Linked DNA regions of Mus musculus: region 1 is linked to region 2. The links are chromatin contacts, called in public HiChIP or PLAC-seq maps. All regions are on one chromosome and are shown on one strand. Each heading gives the region's core, a stretch centred on a gene start, on an enhancer-like site or on the middle of the called end of the contact. The rest is flanking DNA. Distances are from core to core; before and after follow the strand shown.

What was found. HiChIP or PLAC-seq counts read pairs in DNA pulled down with a chosen protein or histone mark.
Region 1: an H3K27ac HiChIP or PLAC-seq map of embryonic fibroblasts shows a contact between it and region 2, with 22 read pairs. The contact joins the promoter of Itga11 here to the enhancer-like site in region 2. A contact is called at or near these places in 1 of 39 promoter capture datasets (cancer-associated fibroblasts), 14 of 484 Hi-C or Micro-C datasets (adipose-derived mesenchymal stem cells, cerebral cortex, embryonic fibroblasts and 6 more), 4 of 115 datasets of contacts at active chromatin or transcription factors (embryonic fibroblasts, embryonic stem cells, heart atrium and 1 more) and 3 of 9 other capture datasets (adipose tissue, embryonic stem cells and liver).

The regions. Positions count from the first base shown.
Region 1 is chr9:62,675,651-62,682,883 of GRCm38.p6, reverse strand. Itga11 (integrin alpha 11) reads right to left here and starts at 5,029. Exons shown (of 30, transcript NM_176922.5): 1 at 4,888-5,029. The coding sequence starts at 4,939.
Region 2 is chr9:62,625,196-62,631,906 of GRCm38.p6, reverse strand. No RefSeq gene overlaps it. Among named protein-coding and RNA genes, the nearest start is that of Gm39353, 21 kb to the left of the region's middle. Within about 2 kb of position 4,641, at least 62 of the 459 cell types and tissues checked have an H3K27ac peak or open chromatin away from gene starts, as enhancers often do. A contact at or near this core is called in adipose tissue, cancer-associated fibroblasts, embryonic fibroblasts and 4 more, where this site is marked.

The DNA.
Region 1 (7,233 bases), core at 3,780-6,279, 51 kb before region 2:
ACTTTTCTCTTGGAACCTGTGCCTCCATGAGAGGTGAGAAAGAGCCTGCCACAGTGCCTGTCACAAACCAAGTAAGAACTGATGAAGGGCTGTGGAGATGGCTCAGCAGTTAGGAGCACTCTCTGTGCTTTCAGAGGACCTGAGTTTGGTTCCCATTACCCAAGCCCAGGCAGCTCATAAGCACTTCTAAGTCGGTTCCAATGCAAGTGATCGGATACTCTACTCTGGTGTTTACAGTCCCCTCCCCACGTGGAATGTGAATGCCCATACTCACTCCCACACACATACTAAAAGAAAAGAAATGATGAGGCTATTAGAACAATAGTACCAGCTCCCATGGACAGTGGCTTACGGGCTGCCAAGGACCATTTATTACAGTGAATGTGGATGGATCACATATGAGCCACTAACCAGATAGATCATCAGCCTGAGAAGGGCTTATTCTCATTTTATGGTTCATGAAATGGGCCCTTGGGAGGGGAGCTGCCCAGGCTCACCCACCTAGAAGGGATCTGCATCCGGGCAGGCTGGCTCCCCAACCTGTGTACTACCACTGCTTAGTAAAGGGTAAACAGTTAATGTGCCAGAGAAAGAGGTGAGAGGCAGCCGGAAGGGGCTGGGCCGTGTGGACTATTCCCTCCAGGAAAGATTTCACACGTATTATAACTTAGGTCTTAAGGGCGCCACATGAAAGCTCTCTGCGGAAGTTTAGTTTATAGACGACTCCAGTCTCTGCTTTCTTTCCTCACTGCTAACAAACTGCTGAATATTAAGGAGAGATGTCAGGTTTGAGGTGTGATTTGTGTGTCGTGTGTACATGTTCATGTGTATGGGTGCAGGTACGCGGGCCTGTGCAGGTGTATGTAAGGCCAGAGGTCAAGGTCAGACGCCATTCAGTCACGATTTACCTTATTCGTTGAGGCTAAGTCTCTTGATGACCCTGGAGCTCACTGCTGCAGCTTGCCCCGGGGATCCTCTGTCTCTGCCTCCCTGGGAATGAGATGACAGGCGTGCACTAGCGCTCCTGGCTTTTTTAACATGGGTTCTGAGGGATGGAAGTAGGATCCTCAGACTTGCATGGCAAGCATTTTACCGGCTGAGCTTCCTCCCAGCCCTCAGATGTGATTTTTGATCATGACAATCCCTTCTCTTTAAATTAAGCTACACTGCAGTAATCAACTTTGACTCCAAAAAGAAGAACCTGACGCGTGTGGAGAGACGGTAATACCGCAAGTTGAGCATTTTGGGGAGGAAGGAGCATTCCTCAGATTGTCCAAATGAACTCCCCATCCACACAGCAAGAGGCAAGCTAGTTGTCCCAGAACACGGTTTTGGTCCAAGCAACAGGGGCAGGACACTGGGGAGGATGAAGTGGGGCTCCCTACTGTTGCAGAAGGAGGGATTATAAGACTCAGAGATGGCAAGTAAGAGGGAAGAGCAGAGTGAGCTCCCAGAGGGCCCACAGTCCTGTGTGGCTGGGAACCATGAGAAGGGTGGTGTTTGCATCCCCTCTCTGAGAGATGGGGGCACAGGTGTGGTAGCTAGTCATCCTACTTTATGATGGGTTGGGTGGGGGAGGCAAAGTGATCAACTGCATCTCAGCCTCTGCCCTTCCAAGTTGGGGGGGGGGGCGCATGTCGAGCCTTTTCAGTCTCCAACAGCCATGAGCTAGGTTCCTGTTGAAGGGGGAGCTACACCCACAAGGACACACAGAAGTGAGCTGGTCTTTCCCCTCCCGAATACCAAAGAACCGCCTGCACCAAGATCAAACAGACGTTAGGGAAAGCTCAGAGCCAAAATATTAAGTCCTTTAGTCTGGTCTGGGACCAAGACCTAGGGCCAGGCTGGTAGCAGTGGGAGAGTCTTGGTTTTTAGGGTCCTGGCACTTATGCCCCTGAGCCTCCAGTATACCTCCTTAGCCATCTCCTGTCAACCTGAGCTCAAGAGAAAAGCCTCTGAACACCTCAGATCCTTCCTCATGACCTAAGAGGTGGCTTCCAGAGAGGAAGACAACGTGGTGCCACTTGCTAAGCACTGGGAAAACGGCCTATTTGGTCTTTGCAATAACTTTACAAATTCTGTTACTACCCCTACCTTGTAGAAGAGGAAATTGAGGACATTATTTGTCAGGGGCAGTAAGGCCTAACTGCAGAGTCCAGGCCAATTCCACACAGAGGGACTCTGGGGCCTTCGTTGCCACAGTGCCTGATCTTGCCTTGTGTCTTCCTGAAGCCTCCCAAAGGACCCATATGATTCACAGGTAAGGGACCAAAGTGAATTCTGTCCTTGGGCCAGGGAAATGACCCACGGATCCCTCAAACCCTTCTAGTACTCAGAATCCAGACTAGTCAGGCACCTTTATGCTATTAAAAGGAAAATGGCTGTTGTGGCATTGTGGTGTGTTTGTAACCTCAGTGCTGAGGTGGTGGAGACAGGATGGTCTCTCAGGGTCATTGACCAGCTGCCCCTTTCTACTTGGCAAGTCCAAGGTCAGTTAGGGACAGTCTCAGGTAGTGAGGGACACTCTCAGAATGGTTGATAGTACTGGATGGTGCCAGAGACAATACCTGAAGCCTTTCTAAGGCCTCCACACTCATTTACACACACACACACACACACACACACACACACACACACACACACAAATACAAACACACACACAGACATCTAAACAAACACATACACTTACACAAGCACACACAGCCAAACACCCCCTACACCTAAACACACATACATACAAATTTACACAAGCACCCACACACTCAGACACACACATACACACTTGAGCAGCCATACACAAATTGTCATCCCTTCATTCTTTAGTCCCTAGAAATACGAATAATGTCATTTTAAGTTCCATACACTATGCTTTGGGGGTTGGGGGGGGGTGATCCAGTTCCTCTTCCAGGAAGCCTTCCTTACTTGTCTCTGGACACACACACACACACACACAGAGGCCTTACTTCCTCTTCTCCATTCATTCCCTCATACCTCTGCTTAATTCTCTCAGTTCTTGCCCTACCTGAGCCATTCAGGGCCCAGGTGGCAGGGGCACATGAGCCCTACCTTCTTCTTGTAAGCAGATGCCCGTCTAGCATTGATGGATATATATAATGAGTCCCATATTCCAAAAACCCGAACTGATCAGCAATAATGCAGAAGTGGCTTTCTCCATGTAAGGGAGGCAATGAGTCACAAATCCTTTCTTGAGAGGTCCTTCAACACTCCATCCCTCAGAGCTCCACCCACTTCAGTTGCACGAACATTAGCAACCACTGCTGGAGTCCCACTGTGCGCCAAGCCTCAACTTCCACAACTCAGCTTCCACAACTCAGGATTCTGCCTCCATTGTCCCCCATGAGAAAAGCTTTTAGAGAGCTCACAAGGTCTGTGCAGAACTACTTTCCAAACTCTTGCACTTAGCTTTGGGATGCTTGGACTGTCCTTCTCTGGGGACACCTGTCTAGAGTCACTCAGGAGTTTTTATCTCCTTCCTGTGGATGGATTTCCAGTGACTGCAGGCAGTTCCTTCCCTGAGTGTACCTCCCATGGGTTTCTCTCCCTGGAGCTTTCTAAAAGCCTCTGGTCTGGCAGTAACCCTTTCCCCGCCCCTCCCCCAACTCGAACTTCGTGCAATAAAGTTTGCTTTCCAACTGAGTCTCTGGGATCAGAACGAAACCCAGCCAGTTTCAAGAGGCCTTTCATTTGCAGGGGATCCCAGAAGCAGCAAAGGACAGAAGGATATATGTGTGTCCCCAAATGGGGACAACTGACCAAAGCTTGGAGAGAGCCACCGGACTGGGTAGGGGTGAATCTTCACTTGTACTACCCAAGGGCACCTGTCCAGCTGTCACTGCCTCTGTCCTCTCCTATTGGTCTCAGCTAGTGCCAGAGACACTCAGAAAGAGCGGCAAGGTTGGCAGCCAGTACCAACCAGTTTGTTCCTTAGGCTCTATCTAGCTCTGGCTCTGGCTGAAGCATTCTGCCACGCTGTGAAGGGGCCAGGAAAACTTTCCCTAGCCGCGCGCAGCACAATGCGGTTGGCTGAAGCTGGGCTGGGCACCCGCAGTGTGGAGGCCTGAACTAGGGTACCCCAGGCTGAGAACCCAAAGACTTGTCTCTCTTTCCTTCAGTGACGGGTACCGAGGTTCCCGCTACGCCCCCACACCTGGAATACATTAAGCAGCAGCGCGTTACAGTGACGGCGGCTTCCCCCGAATTATTGAATAATTGCATAATTCCAAGCGCGAGCTGGGGACGCTGCTCTGTTCCTACACTAGTGTTAAGTATCTGTTCCACCGGTCCCGGGCTGAGGGATTGTGCCCTCTGTTTCTGGTGGGGCTGAAGAGAGTTTACTAACGCCTAGCAGCCAAACTGGAGGGATTCTGTTCTCTTAGGACTCCGGGATCTCTTAGGACTCCAGGCTCTCCAGGGCCGCCAGGATCTGGCTCTCCACACTTCAGGGGGCTCTGCCTTGGGTAGCGGCGGGGGCAGTCGGGTCACGCTCATTCGGCGCGATCTGCCTCCTTCCCCAGCTGGGGCCTTGGACCCTCGTCAATGGAAGGATGCCTGGATGGCAGAGTGGACACTTAGGAATTATCCCCAGAGCTGCATCGGGAACATCAGAAATGCTCAGTGGTTCTAGCAACCCGAGTCCCGACTTCTTTCCCCAAACACATCAGAGTCCTAGAAAGAGTTTCCTAGGCACACCTCCCTCCTTTGCTTTCTTGGTGGGACTGTTGTAACAGCAGCCCTTCCCGGCAGACCTGTGTCCCCAAGTGCTACTGAAGGAGGTGCGTCGCATCTCTCTTCTCTCAACTTGAGCTAAGGTCCTGGAGGACTAGGGAGGGGCTCCCGGAAGGAAAGACAGGCTAGGGGAACACGTACCTGGCCAAAGGCTGAGGGTCCAGGCCACCAGGAGGCCCCTGGGAAAGTCCATGGCCCGCTGCGCGGCGGCGGGTGTCGCGATGGTCGCGCGGCTGAGAGCCAGAGCCACAGCCTCGGTTCGCGAGCGTCCTGAGCCTGCACTGATCCAAGCTCCAGCTCCCTGACAGCAGCGCAGAGGAAGTGGGAGGGCTCCAGCGGCGGGGAGGGGCGCGGACACAGCGGCGGCCCTGGCTCCAGGCCAGTCTAGGCCCCTCTGCCACCTGAGCCGGTGGCAGGCTGCTGCCCCGACGCCCTCGCCAGTATCGCCCTCCCCCACTCCCAGCCCATCTAACCTCAGGGTCATAGCAGAGAATGGCTTCTGGGAGCCAGCCACCTTGCCAGCTTGGTACCTGACTCTCCTCCATCCCCAACCAAATCGGGGTCTCCTCTGGAAAAGCGAGTTATGGAGTCCATTTTCTAGGGGGAAAGAGCTGAATAAATACCATAGGTGAACCTAAGATGACCCAGGGCCACTCTGTGACAGGTCTTCTTCGGACACGTTGGATGGATTTCCCCTCCCTTCACAACGTTCCTTTGTCTCCCTGTTCCCTGGGCTTTAAAATGTCAAGGCCACAGTGCTTCTTGGAACCCTGGAATCAATGCAAAACACCTCCAGTTTCCACCGCCCCAGCCTCCACACCTGAACAGGGACTGCACCTGACGGTTCCGAGGCTTCTCTTTGGAACCCAGGCTCTATTCCCCAGCCATTGTACTCACAGACAGTTAACTTCAACGTGCATTTATTGCTGGAGCTTTTTATGGGGTTTGGGCCGCTATCTGTGAGTGTGGTGGATGGCCTTCCCAGCAAGGGAGGAGCAGAGGAAGGCAGCAAGGTAGCTAGCGTGAGGGAAACCGAGAGTATGGAACCCACTACTTTTTTCAGAACCTTCCCAAGGCTACCATGCAAATGTGCAGACACAGCAGGCTAGTCTCTTTCTGCTCTTATCTTCACTGTATCGTGCACACCCATACACCTACCACACCCTAAACAACAACTAACATATTTGTTTGGCCTCTCTGTCTCTCTGTCTCTGTCTCTCTCATCTCCTTGGTTTGTAAGGACACTCAACTCCTTGTCTTCAGGAGCAGAAGAGTTTTTCAGTGTATGCACAAATAGATGGATGAATAGGAAGGGTGTGTAGGAGCCCAGAGGGAAGGGCATCTGAGAATGGTTGGCTTTTAGGGAGGATCCTTGAAGGATAAGCTGAGTGTTGAGACGCTCTACCACTTGCAAAGGCTGGGGAAGCTGGTTTTATTCTGGGGGAGTGGAGAGAGAGATAGAATGAGAGGAAGGGAGGGAGGGAGAGATGGAGAGAGGGAGGGAGAGGGAGAGAGAGACAGAGATGGAGAGAGAAAGGAAGGTGGAGGAAGAGAAGGAGGAAGAGGAGGAGAGAGGGGAGGGAAGAAGAGTGTAGATAAAAAAGCAAAGAGAGAGCAGAGGAGAAGGAGGGAAGGGAAAGAGGAGGTGCAGGTCTTGGGCTGGAATGCAGTGCACAGGTGTTCTCACCTTCAGGGCTAAGTTTCAGAAAAGGAGGGCATGACAAAGGGGCAGGCTTTCTTGCTCTTCTAAAAGAGCCTGAATATCAAAAGAACCAACTTCTTTTTGCCAGGACAGGTGAGGGCTAGGACAGGTGTGGGCTAGGACAGGTGTGGGCTAGAACAGGTGTGAACTAGGACAGGTATGAGCTAGGACAGGTGTGGGCCAGGACAGGTGTGGGCTAGGACAGGTGTGAGCTAGGACAGGTGTGGGCCAGGAAAGGTGTGGGCTAGGACAGGTGTGGGCTAGGACAGGTGTGGGCTAGGACAGGTGTGGGCTAGGACAGGTGTGAGCTAGGACAGGTGTGAGCTAGGACAGGTGTGGGCCAGGACAGGTGTGAGCTAGGACAGGTGTGAGCTAGGACAGGTGTGGGCCAGGACAGGTGTGGGCTAGGACAGGTGTGAGCTAGGACAGATGTGGGCCAGGACAGGTGTGGGCTAGGACAGGTGTGGGCTAGGACAGGTGTGGGCTAGGACAGGTGTGGGCCAGGACAGGTGTGGGCCGGAGGAAGCAGGATCTGCCTTGGGATGAGGCTGACACTGCTTGGCTTAAAGGGAAACACTGGGTGCATGCTGGGAACAGTTTGACCCTTGTAGTGTCTGGTTTATTGTTTAGACAGTCATTATTGAATGTTATTTAACAGTCTTTTCAGTTTGCTTTGTGGTGCTGGAAATTGAACCCAGGGTCTCAAACATGCTAAACAAGGGTTCTGCAACTGAACTACATCCCTGGTCTGGGTTGCTGCCCGAGGACATGTTGATGTCTGAGGG
Region 2 (6,711 bases), core at 3,392-5,891:
GGCTCAGAGAGCATGTTGAAAGATAGCAAGTGCCAGATGTCAAGGACAGTTGGGGTGAAATAGTGCCTTCTGGATAGGACTGGACCACAGTAGCCATGAACTCACAACAGCTGTGGTTGACTGTACAAGACTCATGCAAGATCAAGCCAGTCAACATTCCAGCAGGAGCCCCACTCCCAGCCTAGGAGACATTGATAGTTAATGGATACCAGGAGAGGGAAAAGGGAAGGGGGAGTGGGAGGGGGAGAGGGAGAGGGCGAGCTTCCTTTAAGGGTATGTGGTCAGTCTCTTAATGGACGGCCCCACACCCACATGTATGTGGGCAACACAAATGGGTTTAGCAAAAAAGCAAAAAAGGACTTGAAGTTGGGAGGGAGCATGGGGGATGAAGGAATGGTCCTGGGAGGAGTAGGAGGTGGGGGAGGTGACACAGACAGACACTCATGGATAAACAATAAAATAAAATGTAAAATCACTAACCAGTAAACTGTCCTTTGTCAACTTGACATATAACCACATCGCTCTAAGTCATATCTTTCTGCCTTATGTCCCCAAAGTCTCAAGTTAATATCATGATACTTAAATTGCGTTGTCAGGTATTTTGGCCACAGCAGTGAGAAGAACAACTAATATAGAATCCCGGCGAGAGGGAAAGAAAAACCATAAAATCAGATTTGTTCCTATAATAGAAAAATATCCACTAGCTGAGATTTTTTGGAAGGAGGAAACATGAAGAGAGGGCACATGAGTCAAACTTCTTCCAATTGCCAGCATTGAAGCCCCACAGGAAGCTTCCGACCAAGGAACCTTGGATGCCACCGCTGGTGAGGATGCTGAGCATTCAGCCTGCCAGCTTCACGCCTGCCTCCTTCCTGTGGAAACAGCCACCCTCACTGCCCAGAGCCCCGTGTCTCCGCAGGCACTAGGAGTAAGGAGAGTTGGCTGAAGTCATGCCCTCCCTGCCAGCCTGCTTCCCTCTCTGCAGAATGGGGGTGGGGGTGGGAGTGGGGGGTGAGGGTGGGGGCCTCAACCAAATGTTCTTGAGATCCTGTCTGCACGGATGGAGCTTGTCATGCATTGGTGTGAGGAAGCAGAACTGGTTGCTCTGAAAGCCTTCTGTTGCTCAGGCTGTTTGCCATGTCTCAGGGGCGTGCTTTCCTGCCGCCTGGAGAATACTGAACTTGGCAGACGCTGGAGTTCAAAGATGGGGTAGAAGTTCTGACTTGGGAAGAACCAGAGACGTGTGTGTGTGTGTGTGTGTGTGTGTGTGTATGTGTGCTTTACTCTTTTGTTGTTGTGAAGAGACACCATAACAAAAGCAGCTTATAAAAGAAAGCATTTAATACGGCGGCTTGCATGGTACCAGGTAGGAAGGCACAGGGCTGGAGCAGTAACTAAATGCTTATATCTGACCCACAAGAGGGATGGAGGCAAAGAGACTAACACTGGACCTGGTGTAGGCTTTTAACACACGTCTTCCATCAAGGCCACACCTCCTAATCCTTTCTAAAAAGTCCACCAACTAGGAACCAGATATTCGAATATATGAGCTTATGGGGTCCATTCTCTTTTATACCACAACTGTGTGTGTGTGTGTGTGTGTGTGTGTGTGTGTGTGTGTGTGTGTGTGTGCATTTGCACATGTATAGGCCAGAGATCATGTTTAATGTCCTCTGTTGCTCTGTATCCCCCACATACATGTAACACAGGTGCGTATGCTTGTACATGTATTTGTCAGAGGACAACTTGACAAATCACTGAATTGGTTGAGTTCCTCCTCCTACCAGCTTTGTATGGTGGAAAGCTGGTGGTTTTTGGAGAATGGGAAGTGTGGGTCTCCTATAATGTAGACTCCCAGAATTGAACTCCAGTCACTTGTCTGGGCCACAGTGCTTGTGACTTTAGACTGAGCTGTCTAGCAAGCTCTTTACCTTATGTTTTGAGACATGAGCTCAGTGAACTCAGAGCTCACCAATTGGCTACATTGGCTGGCCAATGAACTCTAGATATGCTCCGGTCTCTGTCCCCTCCTGTCCCCAAACGGGGTACAGCTATGAGCTGCTATGCCAGGCTTGCACATAGGTGCTGGGGATCTGAACTCTGGCCCTCACGCTTACACAGCCATCCCCTTCCTCACTGAGCCATTTCCTCATCCCCAGGGGAGGGCTTTGAGAAGACGTGGCATCAAAGTTGGACACCGTATAGGTGACTACCTGCTTGGGTTGGTTCAGAAGAGGGAGATAGACCAGATGCAGCAAGATAAGGCAGATGTAGGGAGTGGACCAGATGCAGAGAGATAGTCCAGATGCGGGAGATAAGCCAAATGCAGGGAAATGGACCAGATGGCAACTATAAAACTCCCCATTTATGACTTTAGGAGAGCTTGCTAGCAAATTTTCACTTCCTGTGGGCATGTCACACCTTGTTCCATCCATACTTCCCTTTCTCCATAAAACACCAGCTTCCCACCATCCAAGGCTGCCAGTAGGAGGGACTTAACCAGTTAAGCTCTTTTACCTGGAGCCCTCAGTTGACAGAGAGGGCAGGATGAGGGCTGGATGAGAGGTTCTGACCCCTCTGGCAGGTTCAGGCCTACAGAGTCACCTAACAAGATCACTGACTGAACCCAACACACCTGTCGCGGGAGGTCACAGGTGCTATAGTGACCATCCTCAGGACCTGGACCCGCAGGGCTCTACTCTACAGAGAGACTATGCACAGGGACCCTGCAGCATGGCGCTCCATGGGGTTTGCTGGCCTTGGTCAAGGGGAGGTGTGTGTTGTGGAGCTACACAACAGGATTTTACTATAGCCTGCCTCTCTCTAGGTAGTGATAAAAACGTCTGTCTCAATAGACAGTTGAGCTTGCAGATGGAGCGATTCTGTAGAGATGTGAGCAAGGGAAAGGGGACCTGTAAAGATGGGTAGCCCAGGGACTCTGCTTCCCATGAGAGGGATGGGAAGCCGGAGCGCTTGCTAGTCCCAGACCAGCAGTTTTCAACTGTGGGTAGCAACCCCTCTTGGGGGGGGGGCGTGTCAAACAACCCTTTCACCAGGGTCTCTTAAGACCACCAGAACACACTAATTTACATTATAATTCATAACAGGAGCAAAATTACAGTTTTTGGTTTTATGGTTTTATGGTTTGGGGTCAGCACAGCATGAGGAACTGTATCAAAGGGTTGAGAACCTTCGGCCTAGAGAAGACAACAGCAGTTAAACCAGAGCTGGAAGGGAGGGAGCTGGGCCAGGGCTGATACCCCCAACCCTCTAGACAGCATCCCATGGGCTGAATCCAAGAGGATGTCAAAGGGAGAGGGGGTGGGTCAAGACCAAGTGGAGAGGTTACCTCAGGAGTAGAAGACAGAATGGAAACCAACGGGTAAGGAAGGGCAAAGACTTGCAGTATGACCTTCTGTGCCTCCCTGACTGTGACACGGGTGAGTTGGAATTAAAGAAGGGATACCTTAATCTACCCCCTGCCGGCTGGCTCTCAGAGGACCTGTCCTCTAGCACCTATTGAGGTGAAGGAGTATTATGGAAAATGGCCTTGGGGACTTCCTCTGGTGGGCACTCCCATTGCCACAGAAAACACAGCATCCAGAGTCTAAGAAGTTTACCCATGTGAGCTCAGCTTGCACCTGAACTCTCAAACAAGAGGCTGCCTCTTCATTACTAATATAACTAGCTGGGGAGACAGACTGGGGAGCCCAGCTTTCTATAGCACAGAGAGGCCCCTGACCACAAGTGACATGAAGGCTCTGCCCTCTAAAGGGCTCACACTTCAGCCATTTGCCAACTCTGCAGAAATTGGCCGTGATCGTGAGCTTGGTTGAGGCCCCTGTGCGAGCCCCTCAGAGCTGAGCAGGGTACCTTCAGTGCCCAGATAGTGAGGAACTTGAAAAGGGTTTCCCAGCCCATGTTACCTAGCAGGCTGGTTGTGAGTCTGAAACAAGAACCAAGTTTCTTCACCGCTTGGCCAGAGCCCTTGAATCTCTCGTCTCCTCTGAAGCACGGACTCAATGGCCAGAGACTTCTTAGGACAGATGTCTGATCTCACCAGTTGGCCCTGGAGCAGCAGGGCCTTTTAGCCAGAAGGGAGTGTGTGACCCAGAGAATGACTGAGCATAACCTGTGTGTACAGACTCTTCTGGGTGCTAAGGCCTCTGTCTTCTCTCAAGTCTCAGTGGCCAAGACCCTCTGTGCTGGTCCCTGAAGTCTTAGCGGTGTCCTGGGACATGTGGCCTTGTTCCCACCTCTGGAGGGATCTCCAAGAGAGGTTTCAGTTGACCTCAGAATAACCTTCTCTCCACCCTGTAGCCTGAGCCCCTCTGGGCCACGGGTCATCTGCTTGGGACACACATGTGAGCTGATTGTTGACATAGTGTTTGCTAGCAATAGCAACAAGAGCCCTTCTTCCTGATGCCTCTCAAGGAGAAGCTGTCAGTGAGGAGGGGCCACAAAAACGAGGGCATCTAAAAGCATCCAAAAAGAAAGTTCAGGCTCACAAAAGTATCTGCAAAACAAATCCACATTCAAAAAAGGAAAAAAAAAAAAGCAAAAAAGCTTAGCCCCAAGTTCTCCCTGGCTGTGACTCATCAGCATAAATGTAGGCCTGGCTGGAGGCCTCAGGGTGAGTCCCCTCTGCCACAGGGCAGCTTGGTGAGCTTTTGTGACCCTTCCTACAACACTAGTCTACCTGGGTGGACTGGTGCCCAAGCTGTTTAGAAGAGGCAGCAAGGAGATCCCAGACAAACAAATAACAGCTCAGGATATTAAGGTTGAGAGGCTCTGGGTTTTGCCAGAGTGTGTGGTTTTCTTGAACTTCTTTTTGGATTCCACAGAGGCCTGTATTAGTCAGGCCGGGGGTGCTGTGTTAACAAACGGTCCGACATGCTCAGCGGTTTGAGACTGCTTGGGGACACGTAGTCCCATAACCCTGCTGCCTTCATTTCCCCATGGTTTTAAAAGAAGTCAGAAAACAGAACCTGGTAAAGAAAGCGTATTTCTCTACAGTCTGGTCGGAGCCAGAGACTTCTCGGGTTCTGTTGTTTCTGTTGCCGTGTTAGAAATACACAGAAAGGACGGAAGGAGAGCTGGGTTACCTGCATCTGCTGGTCTGTCTGAGAGAAGTGCTGGGAAGTCTGTGAGAAGCCGCTTCCTGAGTAAGGTCCTCCTCTGGCACAAGCACTTCAGCTTCCCCCCCTGCCAGCGCAGGCCTTCCTAGGAAGCATTAGTTCTAAAGGGTTCATTTTTTAGGGTTCCTGTTTGACCGCCAATAATAAATTTTCAGGAGCCATTGCTCTTCCCTACCGGCCTGCAGCCCCTCTATAAGGAGTAAGCAACCATCCAAAACCAACAGCAAACCAAGGGAGAAACTAGGGAATTGCTTTATTACAGTGGTTCTCAGCCTTCCTAACGCTGCGACCCTTAACACAGTTCCTCACGTTGTGGTGACCCCCAACCATAAAATTATTTCCTTGCTACTTCATAACTATAATTTTGCTAATGTTATGAATCATAATATAAATATCTAATATACAGTATATCTAATATGTGATCCCAAGGGGTTGAGACTCACAGGCTGAGAAACGCTGCTTTATTTGATGTGTGTGTATGTGTGTCCATCTGTGCACATAGGCACGTTGTGGGCACCTAAATTCAAGAATTACATTAATTACATTTCTATGCACTCTCATGAAGCAGAGGAGAAACTGGCTCCCCTAGGTGGTTTCTTGTTCAGTCAAAACTAGGCTGGGATTTGAACCTATACATACCTGGTTGACTAGAAGGACTGAATCTGTGATTTCTCGCTCTCCAACCTCTGTGAGGGGCCAGGTCTACTGTTTGTTTTGTGCGTTTCTGTTCATGTACTTCTATCCATTTGGAAAATATTTATTGAGGACTCCAATGGGCTGGGCATTGTTCTATATAGCAAAGAAAATTCACATTGGGCCCAGGTATCTGCAGCCTGAGGTTGGCAAGAGGGAATTGTGGGACTGGGGAAATAGCTCAGTTTAAAGTGCTTACCACGCAACCATGAGGCTCTGAGCTGGATTCCCAGAGCCCAGATCATTTTTTTAAAAAGCCAGATTTACAATCTCAATGCTAGGGAAACAGAGGCCAGTGGCTTTCTGGAGCTTGTTGGCCGGCCAGCCCAGCTCATTCAGCAGGTTACCAGCCAGGGAAAGACCCTGTCTCAAAGTCAAATTAAGACAAGACAAACAGATGGACAGAACCTGAGAAAGGACACCCAACTTTGTTCTCTGGCTATCCACATACATACACATGGACATGCATCCACAAATGCACTTGCACACACATGCACACATGAAAACACACACACATACACACACACAAAGAGGGGAGGCACTGGGGAGATGAGTCTGTAAATAAACTGCCTACTATGCAAGCACAAGGATCAGAAATCCATTCTCTAGAACCCATTCAAAAGTGGGGCAGGCGTGGCAGCTGTCTGCACTCCTAGCACTTACAAGGCAACCCCATAGGAGGTCGACCAGCTAGCCTAGTGGGAATGGGTAAGCTCTGGGCTCAGTGAGAGACCCTGCCTCCGTAAGTAAGGCAGAGTGTGATTGAGGAAGGCACCTGAAGTCAATCTCTGGCTCCACATACACTTGCACACACGTGCAAGCAGAGAGAGAGAGAGAGAGAGAGAGAGAGAGAGAGAGAGAGACCCACACAGGCAGACAG